Linked DNA regions of Cricetulus griseus: region 2 is linked to region 1. Evidence: chromatin contacts called from public Micro-C data. All regions are on one chromosome and are shown on one strand. The core of a region is the stretch at or near the end of the contact, and the rest is flanking DNA. Distances in the headings are between cores, read along the strand shown. Region 1 overlaps Dnaaf5 (dynein assembly factor 5, axonemal). Region 2 overlaps Sun1 (SUN domain-containing protein 1).

Region 1 (5,933 bases), core at 1,212-3,711:
TGCCTGGCAGAGAGCACTGACGAGTTCTGACAGTATGGGTAGCCCCAGATGTCCTCTCACCCATTTGTGGCTTGCAGGTGCAAGAGGCGCAGGAGACCCTGATGCCACAGGTGCTGGCCACTCTAGAGGATGACTCCCAGACCACACGCCTGGTCTCCTGCCGCATCATTAGCGTATTTCTCAAGAACTCAGGGGATACCATGGAGCCAGAGAAATTCCTCAGGGTCTATCCTGGTAAGACACTGAGAGTTGGGGGGTACACAAAATTATTTAGTAACTTCTTCTGTAGTCAGACATAGAAAATACTCCTGATTGAGTTGATGCTGGGTATCCATATACCACAGTTACAAATGAACCATCCCTGACGGAGCAGCCTGCATGGGAAGCAAAGAGAACCACTCTGGGCATTATTGGATATGGGTCCAGGACCTGTTTCTAGGACCACTAGGGTGTAGCCCATAAGGTTGAGAGACCCTCCTCAGAGCAGGAATTGTGTCCAGGTCCCCAGTCAAAAAGATAAAATTTAAAACAAGAAAAAAAAAAGTATGGAATAAGGCTTCTGCCTTCCAAGTGTTAGAGAAAGCAGTCTACATGGAACCAGGCTGGTGGGACATGATAGGGACAGCCTTAACTATCTGTCTAGATGGGACATGATGAGGATAGTCTAGAACCAGCCTGAGCACCAAGCAAATTATAGCCAGAGATAATGAGGATGTCAAAGCCAACAAGCTCCCAGAGCAGCCGGGCGATGGTGCCCCACGCCTTTAATCCCAGCACTCGGGAGGCAGAGGCAGGAGTATCTCTGTGAGTTCAAGGCCAGCCTGGTCTACAAAGCTACACAGAGAAACCCTGTCTCGAAAAACAAACAAACAAAAAAACAAGCTCGCAGACGGTAGCCAGAAGCAGGGGGAGGTCTGGAATATTCTTTAGGAGCTGACCAGGGACAGTGCTAGGCAGCGACTAGGCACGAGAGGAACCGATACCCCCTGAGAACAGTGAGTGTGAAGGAACAGTCTTACCAGGCAGAACAGTAGGTGTGAAAGAACATGGAGAAAACCGGTGCAGCGGTGATTGATTCAAGGTTAGCTTGCTAATACGGCTCCCCAAAAAACTGAACTGAGGACATTGTAATGGTTGGTGGGTGATCTTCAGGACAGATGACACTATAGAGGGTTGAGGGACAAACTCTTTATAGTTCTTACTTAAAATGGTTTAATATTGTCTAGAAGCTAAAATAATAACATCCTTTAGAAGCAAGTTAAGACCTGGCCATTCTTGCACATTCCTCTAATCTCAGCACTTAAGAGGCAGAAGCAGGGGGAATTATTGCAAATCTTAAGCCAACTTGAAACACATAGAAAATTTCAAGCAGCCAGGTCTAGACAGTGAGACCCTGTATCAAAACAAATAAGAAAGCCAGGTGTGATGGCACACAGCTGTTATCCTAGCACTTTGGAGGTGAAGACAAGAGGATCAACCTTAGCTACATGAGCCCACATCTCAAAAGAAAAAGTCCTAGGCTAGGCATGGTGGCGTACACCTTTAATCCCAGCACTTAGGAGGCAGAAGCAAGCAGATCTCTTGAGTTTAAGACCAGCCTGGTCTACATAGCAAGTTCTGGGCCAATCAGGGCTAACTAGTGAGATTATCTTTTAAATAAAAAAGTCTCCCAAGTACATTATATGAACTCTGAAATGACTGAAGGAGAAATTAATGAATTGAAGGCATTTGGCTCCCTAAACAGCCTCTGGGAGGAGAAATTCAGGCATATTCCCTGAGGGAGGAAGCTGAGGGTGGCTTCAAAAGAGATGGATTGAAGGCAAACTCAGATTCTCAAGCCTACAAATAAAATGGCTGAGATAGGAGGGGCCTCTGCCAGAACCTCCACAGCCCTGCAGGCCTCACCGCTGTCATCTCACATGCTTTTCTCAGTGTTCTGTCTTATTGTAAGTGTTTTCTTTCCACATTGGGTACACCTCCTGCAGTTATAGCAAACACAACTCTCCAGCACGTTGCTACTTCTCAGTGTACAGGAGACTGTTGGAAGGATGTTCCAGGATGGGTACAGGTGCATCCAGGGCCAACTTTGAACAGGGGACAGGTCCCAGCCTAAAGCATCAGTTCTGCCAGAGTTGCTCACAAAGAGCAATATCAGCTTCCACCAGCCTATTCACCCTTGTAAGTTAGCCCCAGTGAAAGTCAGCTCTGCGTAATTCCAACATTGGTCTGGGCATGCTCAGGCCTGGGATGGGTGAGTCCTTGGGCTCAGGTTTTGTGCCTCAGCCAGCCTTGCACGCTTGAGTCCCATTCATTCTCCTCTGTTATTCTAAGGTGTGGTAGTCTCTCCTGTGCCTGTCCAAAGTATGCAAGCAGGACTTCCCACTGGGCTTCTAATCATCTTACAGCCAGAGCCCAGCGTTCTGGAAGGACCTGGGTATCCCCTATGAGTCATTCCAGCAGTTCCCTGTCCTGATGCTCCTAGCAGGAGGCCTTGCATTCTGTGTGTGTAGTCATCTTTTCATGTCTTCAGGGCTAGCCTGCTCATGAGCTTTCAGATACAGGTGAGAGGCAGCCTGCCCTGGCCAACACTCAGCTGTTGTCCCATTTGCCCATTCTCCGGAAGCTTTGTGCTGTAGAAGTAGGTTCCAGAAATTGCCTTTTGCCTCCTTTGGTTATTGAGATACGTTTAGCCCAGAATGTCAAACCTAACTAGGCTTCAGACTTACAGCAGCCCTCCTGCCTCAGTTTCCCAAGTGCTGGTATTGCAGCTGTGTGTTCACATCTGTTCCAGAGAGGACTTTTTGTTTTGTTTTCCAGGTTGTGGGGAAAGCCTAAGTTTAATGAAACTCTTACCCATTACTTTAAAGTTTCTGTCCCTCAGGAAAGATAGATCTGTTTTTGACATCAGACAACCTGGTCAAGGAATTCCCACAGAGACAAACCAAGGCTGACACAGTTGTCATGTTGACCTCAGGCTCTTTACCCTGTAGCAGTTGGGAGGAAGGCTCAGCTCCATGGCAGCTGATAGTGTCCGGTGTCCATCTGGGTCTTGGAGGTCTCAGGGCTGTGGGGACTAAACAGGAAGTGATGCGCCATCTGTTGAAGATGCTCACTGCTGAAGAGTCTCCCTTGAGGGGTGGGTTCGCAGGTCCCCAGAGCAAAGGCCCTCCATATCTGCAGGTTAAAAGCCCTGCCATACAGGCAGGTCTCTATGAGTTTGAGGGCTGCCTGATCTATAGAGCTAGTTCCAGGACAGTTAAGGCTGTTACACAGAGAAAACCTATCTTGAAAAACAACAACAACAACAAAAAAGCCCTGTCATAAATCTGTCTCACCTATCCCCTCCCCACAGAGCTCTTGAAGCGCCTAGATGATGTCTCCAACGACGTGAGGATGGCAGCTGCTTCTGCCTTGCTCACCTGGCTGAAGTGTGTGCAGAGCTCTGACGGGAAATCCGCCTATCAGAGCAGTGTTCAGTTCTTGTACAGGGAGCTGCTGGTCCATCTGGATGACCCTGAAAGTGCCATCCAGGACACAGTCCTAGGTGAGCTCTCCAGGGCCCACTGCCTCTGGGTTCTGGTAACCTGAGTTACTGAAATAGAAATTAGTCGAGATGTGTGTGTATGTATGCGTGAATGTTTGCCTCTGTGCGTGTGTGTGTGTGTGTGTGTGTGTGTGTGTGTGATCACATGCATACATGCATGAAAGTACCCATGGAGTCCAGAAGAAGGCATTGGACTCTCTTGAGTTCAAGTTACAGGTGGTTGTGGGCTGCCATGAGATACTGAGAATCAAATCTGGGTCCACTGAAAGAGTAGCCAGTGCTTCTGAGCCATCTCTCCAGCCCCCATTCTTTTCAATATTTGTATTTATCTGGGCGGGGGGGGGGGGGGGGGCACATGTGCCACAGTATCATGGGCATGGAGATAGAAGACAACTTGCATTAGGTTGATCTCTCCCTCTGGCATGTGGATTCCAGGGATGAAACTGAGGGTGTCAGACTAGGCAGCAGGCACCTTTACAGTCTCAAAAATACAAATAAATAACTCTGACCTCCATATATATGCACACGCATACATACATATATACTATACACACGTGCCCACAGACCAACAAAAAATAAGATTAAAAATAATGAGAATACTTTTGCAAATGGCTCAGCATGTACAGGACACTTTGTGGACACTGCTGTTTCAGAAGGAAGGAGAATGGGATGATAGTCTTTTTTTGGGGGGGGGAGCAAACACTGTAGACTGATGCTTCCAGATAGCCCCTACACTGCTACATGGGGGGTGGGGAGTGGGGCGTGGGACCTCACCCTCCACCCTCTGAACATAGTGCCCAAGGCTTCAGGAAGGAAGGTGGTTTTCAGCCCCATGGATCTACCCAGCAACTCTAAGGAAAGCTGTCAGCTCTGTACAGCATGAGGTAGGCTCCCAGCCCACTGCAGCTGGACTAAGGGTTCTGTGCTGTCTTCTAGAAGTCCTCAAGGAGGGCAGCGTCCTGTTCCCAGATGTGCTGGTTCGGGAGACCGAGGCCGTCGTCCACAAACACCGATCATCTGCCTACTGTGAGCAGCTGCTGCAGCACATGCAAGCCATGGCTGCCGCTCGGTGACCGTGTGCAGCAGCCACTAAAGGGCCCCAACCGTCTGAAGAGCAGTGCGGGTGGCCTGGAGACTATGCATTTAAGGCAACCATGTCCACAGCCCAGGCATCCTTGGGACCCCACCAACCGCAGACGGTGCTTTGAGCAGCAGCTTCTCTTTCCCAAGCAGGTTCTGGGATTTTGTAACATGCCTACTATACACAGAGGCCTCAAAAAGCTACAATTAAAGTTAAGTGCCCCATCCTTGCCAGCTTCCCAACTAGCTGCTTGAATATAATGTTTTTAAGGCTTCCTCGCAAGCCCCAAGAGGTCCTGGCCTGCTTCCATGCTCACCAAGGATGCTCTTCATGTTGCAAGAAAGCCAAAGCAATTGTAAAAACAGCCATCCACTTACTTTGGGCTTTGTCCCATCATCCTAGGCTGAAGAGAATGCCCAGTCTTGACTCACTGATGAAGTTTCTCCTGATTTTTTGTTTTGTTTTCAACATGGTTTTTCTATGTAGCATTGGCTGTCCTGGAGCTCCCTCTTAAGCTCACAGAGATCCTCCTGCCTCTGCCTCCCAAGTGCTGGGATTAAAGGCATGGGCCGCTACCAACTGACTTCTCCTGACTTTAAATACACTGGAACTTGCAATGTGGGTGCACTTCTCCTGGCATTTCTGTTTCTCAGTATTAGTGATGCCCACAGATAAAGGATAAACTAGGAAACCAGACCTCGTCCCTACCGCTGGCTTACAGCAGTCAGTAGATAGTCATTCCCCGTGTCATTTCCACCAAGTGCCTAAAACGTTTTTAAGTGGATGTTTATCAGCAGCCAATATTTTTGTTAAGACAATGGGAAGAATGGGGAGAGGTGTTTCCAACAAATTTTAACATTTCTGCTTTGCCGTTTGTGGAATTAAATTATTTATTAGTTACTTTGTGTTGCCATCTGTGTGATTTGACAGATTACACTACATTGTTGGAGACAGCTCCTGTCTCCATGTATCAGCCTCAGGGTGACCTAGCCTGAGGGACACTGGCCATGGCTCCATGGGCCCCTCTGGTGCCAGTTAACACTGCCTGTGATACGCATTCTGACACCAGTGGTTGGAGTGCCCAACAAGACTGGGCCATCACCAAGGTTAGCAGGGCACCCCAGCATGGCCCTGAGTGGGGCTGGGCATCCAGGTGGGTGAAGGTTGGCCTCGGAGTGCCTGGCCCAGTGACTACAGCCTGCAGCTGCATTTCTGTCCATCCACTGTCCTTGCTGCCTGGGGTTCCATCACTCAGTTGGGAACTGGAAAAGTACTCTGCTGTCCCTAGAAGGGTCTTACCACCCACCC
Region 2 (5,933 bases), core at 1,809-4,308, 55 kb after region 1:
CTCTCCCCAGCTGTGAGGCATTTGTTCTTATAATTGGAGTGCGACCCCCCCCCACAAAAGCAAACTCTGCCAGTATGCATGCCTCGGGGGGGGTGGGGGGGTGGGGGGTGGTGTTCTTGTGCCTGACTATGGGGATGGAACCCAGGGCCTCTCACTTGCTAGGTAAGAACACATGCATGTCACAGTGCATGTGGAAATCAGAGGGCAGCTTATCAGAGTCATTTCTCACCTTTCACTCTGTGGGGCCTGCACTGAACTCTGATCTTCAAAATTAGCACAAGTGCCTTCTCCCACTGAGCCCTTTGACGATCCCCCAAACCAGTTTTTTAATAAAGATCAACTGGCAGCCAATATTCCCCAAAGCTGTAGGCAGGGGCTACGTTGTTCAAGGTCTTGCTTTTGAGCTGTACAACTGGAAGGACTATGTCTTGTTTTGTTTTCTGGGCATTTCAACTCTATTGCTTAAACTGCTTGACCTATGAGCCTGATAAAACAGAGGTGGCTGTTCTGGCTTCAAAAATCCAGCCACATGTTGCTCATGAATCCCTATGAGCCCTTCGCATCACTCAGCCTCCACCAAAAAAGCACACATAGAACATGCTTTGCATAAAATCACTGTGGGTAGCAGAGTCTCACTGTTGTGTGATGGTAAACTGGGTGTTTGATGTGGGTGGGTCTGCAGTACAGAACATGCCCAACTCTTGGGCAAGGCTTAGCATTCTTAGGGTACAGCATACAGCTAGACATGGCAGGTGCTTCTTTGCTCACTGAACTGAACTAAAACATTATTTTACTGAGCAGGGGTAAGCAGAATAGCCCTTAGTCTCTTGGGACCAGCTCCTACTTTCTGATTATTGGTGTCAGGAGAGTTCAGCTGATCAGAAAGAGGGGGCCTCAACTTGTCAGGAGACCCAGAATGCACTTGACATGAGTCAGGAGGAGCCCAGCTTTAGACACCTTGATGCCTTTGCCCAGACATTCAGAAGCTGAGACTCATCTTTCAATATGTGATGTTTTAAGTTACTGAGACATTTATGAACTCAGGGTGTAACTGTTTACAAAGTCTTCCCTGCTTCCTAGGCTATCCAGAAGGAGCTGGAAGAAAGCAAGCTGAGAGCAGGCAGGTAGGTGACCCCAGGAGCTCTGACTTTGTCTCCCATGGTACTCTGCTCGGATGGAGCATAGTGACTATTAACTGGCTATTTACTGGCTGCTAAAGTTCAAATTGTCACTTGCCACCTAAAATTACCAGTCTTTGGGTATCTTTTGGGGTATCAACGTGGGACTATGCAAGAGACAGGACCCTAAAGAACTTGGGAATGTCTTTTCTCAGGCAGTGTATAGATAGGCCCCTGCTTGGCCATGGGGAGCCTTGGGGGACTCCCTCTGCCAGGAGCTTCTGTCTGTTTCTGGTCTCATTGGTCTCATTGGTGTCTCAGAGCCCAGCCCAGCCTTGGGCTCAGCAACCATGCATCTTCTTGTGGCTGAAACTTTCTGTACCTGAAGCTGGTGGCCCTTGTGCCACTGCAAAGCCCTGGTCCCTCAGCAGTTATGCTTGTTCCCACTTCCTGACAGCTTTTTCCTTGTTCCTAGCACTGCATCTTCTTTGCACATTCTGGGTTTGTGTGTACTAATCTTTGTAGTTCCTGTGGTGGGTATGGCTGGAGAGCAGCTTTTGCTGGCTAATGGGCCAGCTGCATGTGGGGTAGGGTGGGCGGGAGTGTGTTGCACATTGCTCTTCCCAGGCCTGGTTTCAGTGAATGCTGACTTGGCATGTGAATGGATAGATCCAGAACATTTATCTGGAGAACCCTGTTTCAGCTGGGCTTGTTAGCATCCCTTGCAAAGCTCTGTGTTCATGGGTAGCTCAGAGCCCCTCCCCAAGGTCAGTCACTAATCATACCTGATCACATCTTCAGTTACACTGTCCATCCCATGAGCATGGAACTGCAGATTCGGCCTCAGGGCTGTGGATAGACATCAGCTCATTCCTGGTCTTACTTGTAATTTTGAGGACATAGAAATGCTGCTTTGTTTAGGGTTGAGGCCTCCTCTGAGTGGATCTGGGCCCTGACCCCTGTCCCCTCCCTGGTTGATGGCTTCCAGCAGGGCTGAAGAGCAGCCCCTCCTAGACCGTGTGCAACACCTAGAACTGGAGCTGAATCTGCTGAAGTCTCAGCTGTCAGACTGGCATCATCTGAGGACCAGCTGTGAGCAGGTAAGTGCTGGTGTTAGAAGACCTCTACCTGGAGAAAGCTCTCACCTGACTATGTCAAGATGTTTCTGAGTGGCTGCCTTCAAAACTTTTTTAAAAAATAGTTTATGTGTGTGTCTGCATATGCAGACAGATGCAGGGACATGAACAGACCAGAAGAAGCAATAAGCTGTCATTTCCCATCATTTTGAGCCCATTCCCTCAGAGGCAGGACCGCTTGTTGAGACTGGGTCTAATGTCTTGGCCTAAATGGAAACCCACAAGTCCTAGAAGTCTTTTGTCTGTTCCCTTCAGAGCTGAGGACAGGCATTTGTGGGAACATGGCTTGTTATGTGGCTATGGGATCTGTGTTCCTATCCTCATGAAAAGCTCTTCACCACTGAGCCATCTCTCCATTCCCACCTTTAAAAAAGTTATATTTTAAATTCATTTATTGTGTGTATGACTGTGCAAGCACATGTATGTCACAAGAATGTAAGAATGTGCTGGGTTATGGTGACATATGCCTTTAATCCCAGAATTCAGGAAGCAGAAGCAGTCAGACCTCTGAGTTCCAGGAACCCTGTATTGGAAAACAAAACAGAGGAATGTAAGAATGTGGAGGACAACTTGGAGAAGTTGTTTTTCTCCCTCCACCATGTGGGTCCTGAGGATCAAATTTAGGAGGTCAGGTCTAGTGGCAGGCATCTTTATTTACTGAGTCATATCTCTCTCATTATATTTTAAGATTTCATCAATTTTTGTGGTGCTGGGCATGAACCCAGAATCCAACACAGGCCATGCAAATGCTCTGACCAAACTGCACTCCATCCATACTTGGAGGTTGTAAATATTTTCAAGTCACACATTGATGACTCCTGATGAGTGTCCCAATCCCAACAGCATAGCATACTCACATCTGAGCTCACTGCATGACTCTTCCTGCTCACACAGTACAACTGACACATGTTGGGGGCGGGAGGGGAGAGAGAGAGAAAGAGAAGAGAGAGGAGGAGAGAGAGTGTGACCATCCACAGTAGGACCCAACTTTGCTTTGCCAGTTGCCCATCTATGTCATAATATATCACAGATATTGTATGGCCCACCATCCTTGGGTCTGTTGAGAATTACAGTTTGTTGACAGTCCTCATGAGCCACATTCAGACTATATATTAGAGAGTTGATTTGTGGCATGTCTGATAAATTAGTTATCTGTGTATAAAGAGCTTCCAGAGCAGGTAGGAGGAGAGATGGCGGGGACAACAAAGTACATGGGTAGGAATCTGTCTCCTGTTGCTGGTTAAAATACAAACTCCTCACTACATGTCCTTGGGTGCTGCCTAGTGGGCTGGCAGGCCTGCAGTCTTTGCTAGTATCATGCACTCTGGGGTATTGTTTTGTGGAAATGAGCAGAGATGGGCAGCGATCAGGTAGTCTTGGGGGACTGAGGAAGGATGAATGCATAGTGGGGCCATTTGTGGGGACAGAGAACAGGGTTGAATGTATGCAGCCCTGCTGGCTTTGTGGTAGGTGGATGCCTTTCTGTGCTTTGCCCTTGATTGTTTTCCATGGGAAACAAAAGAAGTTTGTATATAGTACATAGGGACCAAGTCAGCCTCCTGTCTGACTACACCTCAAGCTGTTTATAAGGAGCAGTGAGGACGGGGGCCTGCCCTCAGCTGTGGAGTTGTGTGGTGGGACTTGCTGAGTAGACTCAGTGGGAATCAGAAAACCCATATTCCCTTTCTGCGGTTCACTGGTAAATGACCTTCATGCAGCACTGTAGTCCATTCCTAATTGGTTTAGAAGGCTCCAGTGGTTTGGGAAGAATACTTAAATTTAATGTGAAGGGGACAGTTATGTCACAGTTGTGCCCTGTCTTGCAGAGATGTACTTCTGGGGTACCTGAGGCTGTGCTGGAGCAATTTGCTACTACAGTGCTTCACACTTACCCATTCTTTCCTCTGCCTCACCAGGCTGATGCCCGTATCCAGGAGACTGTGAGACTCATGTTCTCTGAGGATCAGCACAATGGCTCCCTCGAGTGGCTATTGCAGAAACTTTCTTCTCGGTTCGTGAGCAAGGATGAGCTGCAGGTGCTTTTGCATGACCTTGAGCTGAAAGTGCTGCAGAATATCACACACCATGTCACAGTGACAGGACAGGCCCCAACATCTGAGGCCATTGTGTCTGCCATGAGCGAGGCAGGAATTTCAGGAATTACGGAAGCGGTGAGTAAACAGACAGGGTCAGCCTCCACCATAGATACAGTAGTTACATGGGTGTCAGTGTTCTGAGAACACAATGTACTTAGCTTTGCCACAAATGATGTATTACCGCTGTTGTCACTTGGAAGCACTCCTTAGCTTTGCATTCACTGAATCCTTTTGTCCCAAGGGCACCTATGTACCAGTTTGTGGTTATACAGCTTCCAGCTGTACGAAGCTTCCCTTAGTTGCCACACCCCAGCCCTGAAGTACAGTCTTCCCTCCCACCCCACCCACATTGATGGTGACAGGGCCCAGGATGCCCTGGTTCTGGTACCTGCTGTGAAGTATCATGCCCTAATGTTGAGTGTCTGACCCCATCCCACCCATTTACTGGCCATGGCTGAAGTGTAGCATGCTTGTGTTCTCTAAGCATAAGTATACGAGGTACCCAGCCTTTGCTTGCATCATTTAACCCTCATTCTTCTTTCTTCTGTGTTACCAGCAAGCACACATCATTGTGAACAATGCTTTGAAACTGTATTCCCAAGACAAGACAGGGATGGTGGACTTTGCTCTGGAGTCTGGAGGTGAGTAACCAACAAAAGAGTCTAGCATGAGCATGAAAGACCAGGCTGGGAATTCAGGTGGGCCTACAGGACAATGTCACAACTCCCCTTGCCCCTCCCCCCAAGATAGGGTTTCTCTGTGTAGCTCTGGCTATCCTGGAGCTCCCTCTGTAGACCAGGCTGGCCTCAGACTCGGATTAAAGGTATATGCCTCCTCAGCAGCTACTGCCACACTTTTAGTATGACAATAGAGTATTACTCTGGATGAGGCCCAAGTGCTTATTCTTACTGAGAAGTTGCCCATTTGGATGTGTGTAAATTGGGCCCACATATTCACAGAGCACACCCAGGCTTAGCCCCAAGGGCTAGAACTGGGGGTTGGTTGCTGAGGCCAAGTGCACAGTAGGACAGGAGCTGCCTTGCTTCCACAAAAGCATGGTCCGCTGTGGTAGGGACTGTAGGGCCCTCACATGTGCAGTGGGTTTGGGATTGCACACCTGGATGAGGCCTTTGAACCTTTTCTGGAAATGTGAGAATGTGGACACCACTGGGAGGCATGAGGCATCTCAGAAGGCTCCACTACACAAGCCATGCATAAATGACTTTCTGAACTTCCAGAAATTAGGAACTGCAGGTAAGATGCAGACTGACCCCACCTCTTAAAGAATGAGGAGTATGATGGGCCTAATCCAGTAGAGACATTGTATTCCAACTTAAGCAGCCTGTGATATGGGAAGTCATGAGCCTGACTGCCATCACTGCTGGGCCATCATCACATCACCTGAATCTCAGTGTGACACAAGTCTACTATTTGGTGTGGGAACAGCCAGTTTTTTAAGGCTGGGTGAAGCCGGGTGTTGGTGGCACACGCCTTTAATTCCAACACTTGGGAGGCAGAGGCAGGCAGATCTCTGTGAGTTCAAGGCCAGCCTGGTCTACAGATCGAGTTCCAAGCTCCAAAAC

What was found. Hi-C and Micro-C count contacts between places; a contact is called where the count stands out from the background.
Region 2: a contact with region 1 is called in a Micro-C map of the CHO-K1 cell line, with 2.1 times the contacts expected there. The contact joins two enhancer-like sites. A contact is called at or near these places in 5 of 8 Hi-C or Micro-C datasets (the CHL-YN cell line, the CHO-K1 cell line, fibroblasts and 1 more).

The regions. Positions count from the first base shown.
Region 1 is chr4:75,841,215-75,847,147 of CriGri-PICRH-1.0, forward strand. It overlaps Dnaaf5 (dynein assembly factor 5, axonemal), which reads left to right. Exons shown (of 13, transcript XM_027413454.2): 11 at 78-234; 12 at 3,353-3,544; 13 at 4,481-5,526. The coding sequence ends at 4,617. Among named protein-coding and RNA genes, the nearest start is that of Sun1, 17 kb to the right of the region's middle. Within about 2 kb of position 2,462, at least 1 of the 6 cell types and tissues checked has open chromatin away from gene starts, as enhancers often do. A contact at or near this core is called in the CHO-K1 cell line, where this site is marked.
Region 2 is chr4:75,895,618-75,901,550 of CriGri-PICRH-1.0, forward strand. Sun1 (SUN domain-containing protein 1) reads left to right here. Exons shown (of 23, transcript XM_027413465.2): 16 at 1,081-1,124; 17 at 2,107-2,218; 18 at 4,171-4,425; 19 at 4,907-4,991. Among named protein-coding and RNA genes, the nearest start is that of Get4, 13 kb to the right of the region's middle. Within about 2 kb of position 3,059, at least 2 of the 6 cell types and tissues checked have open chromatin away from gene starts, as enhancers often do. A contact at or near this core is called in the CHO-K1 cell line, where this site is marked.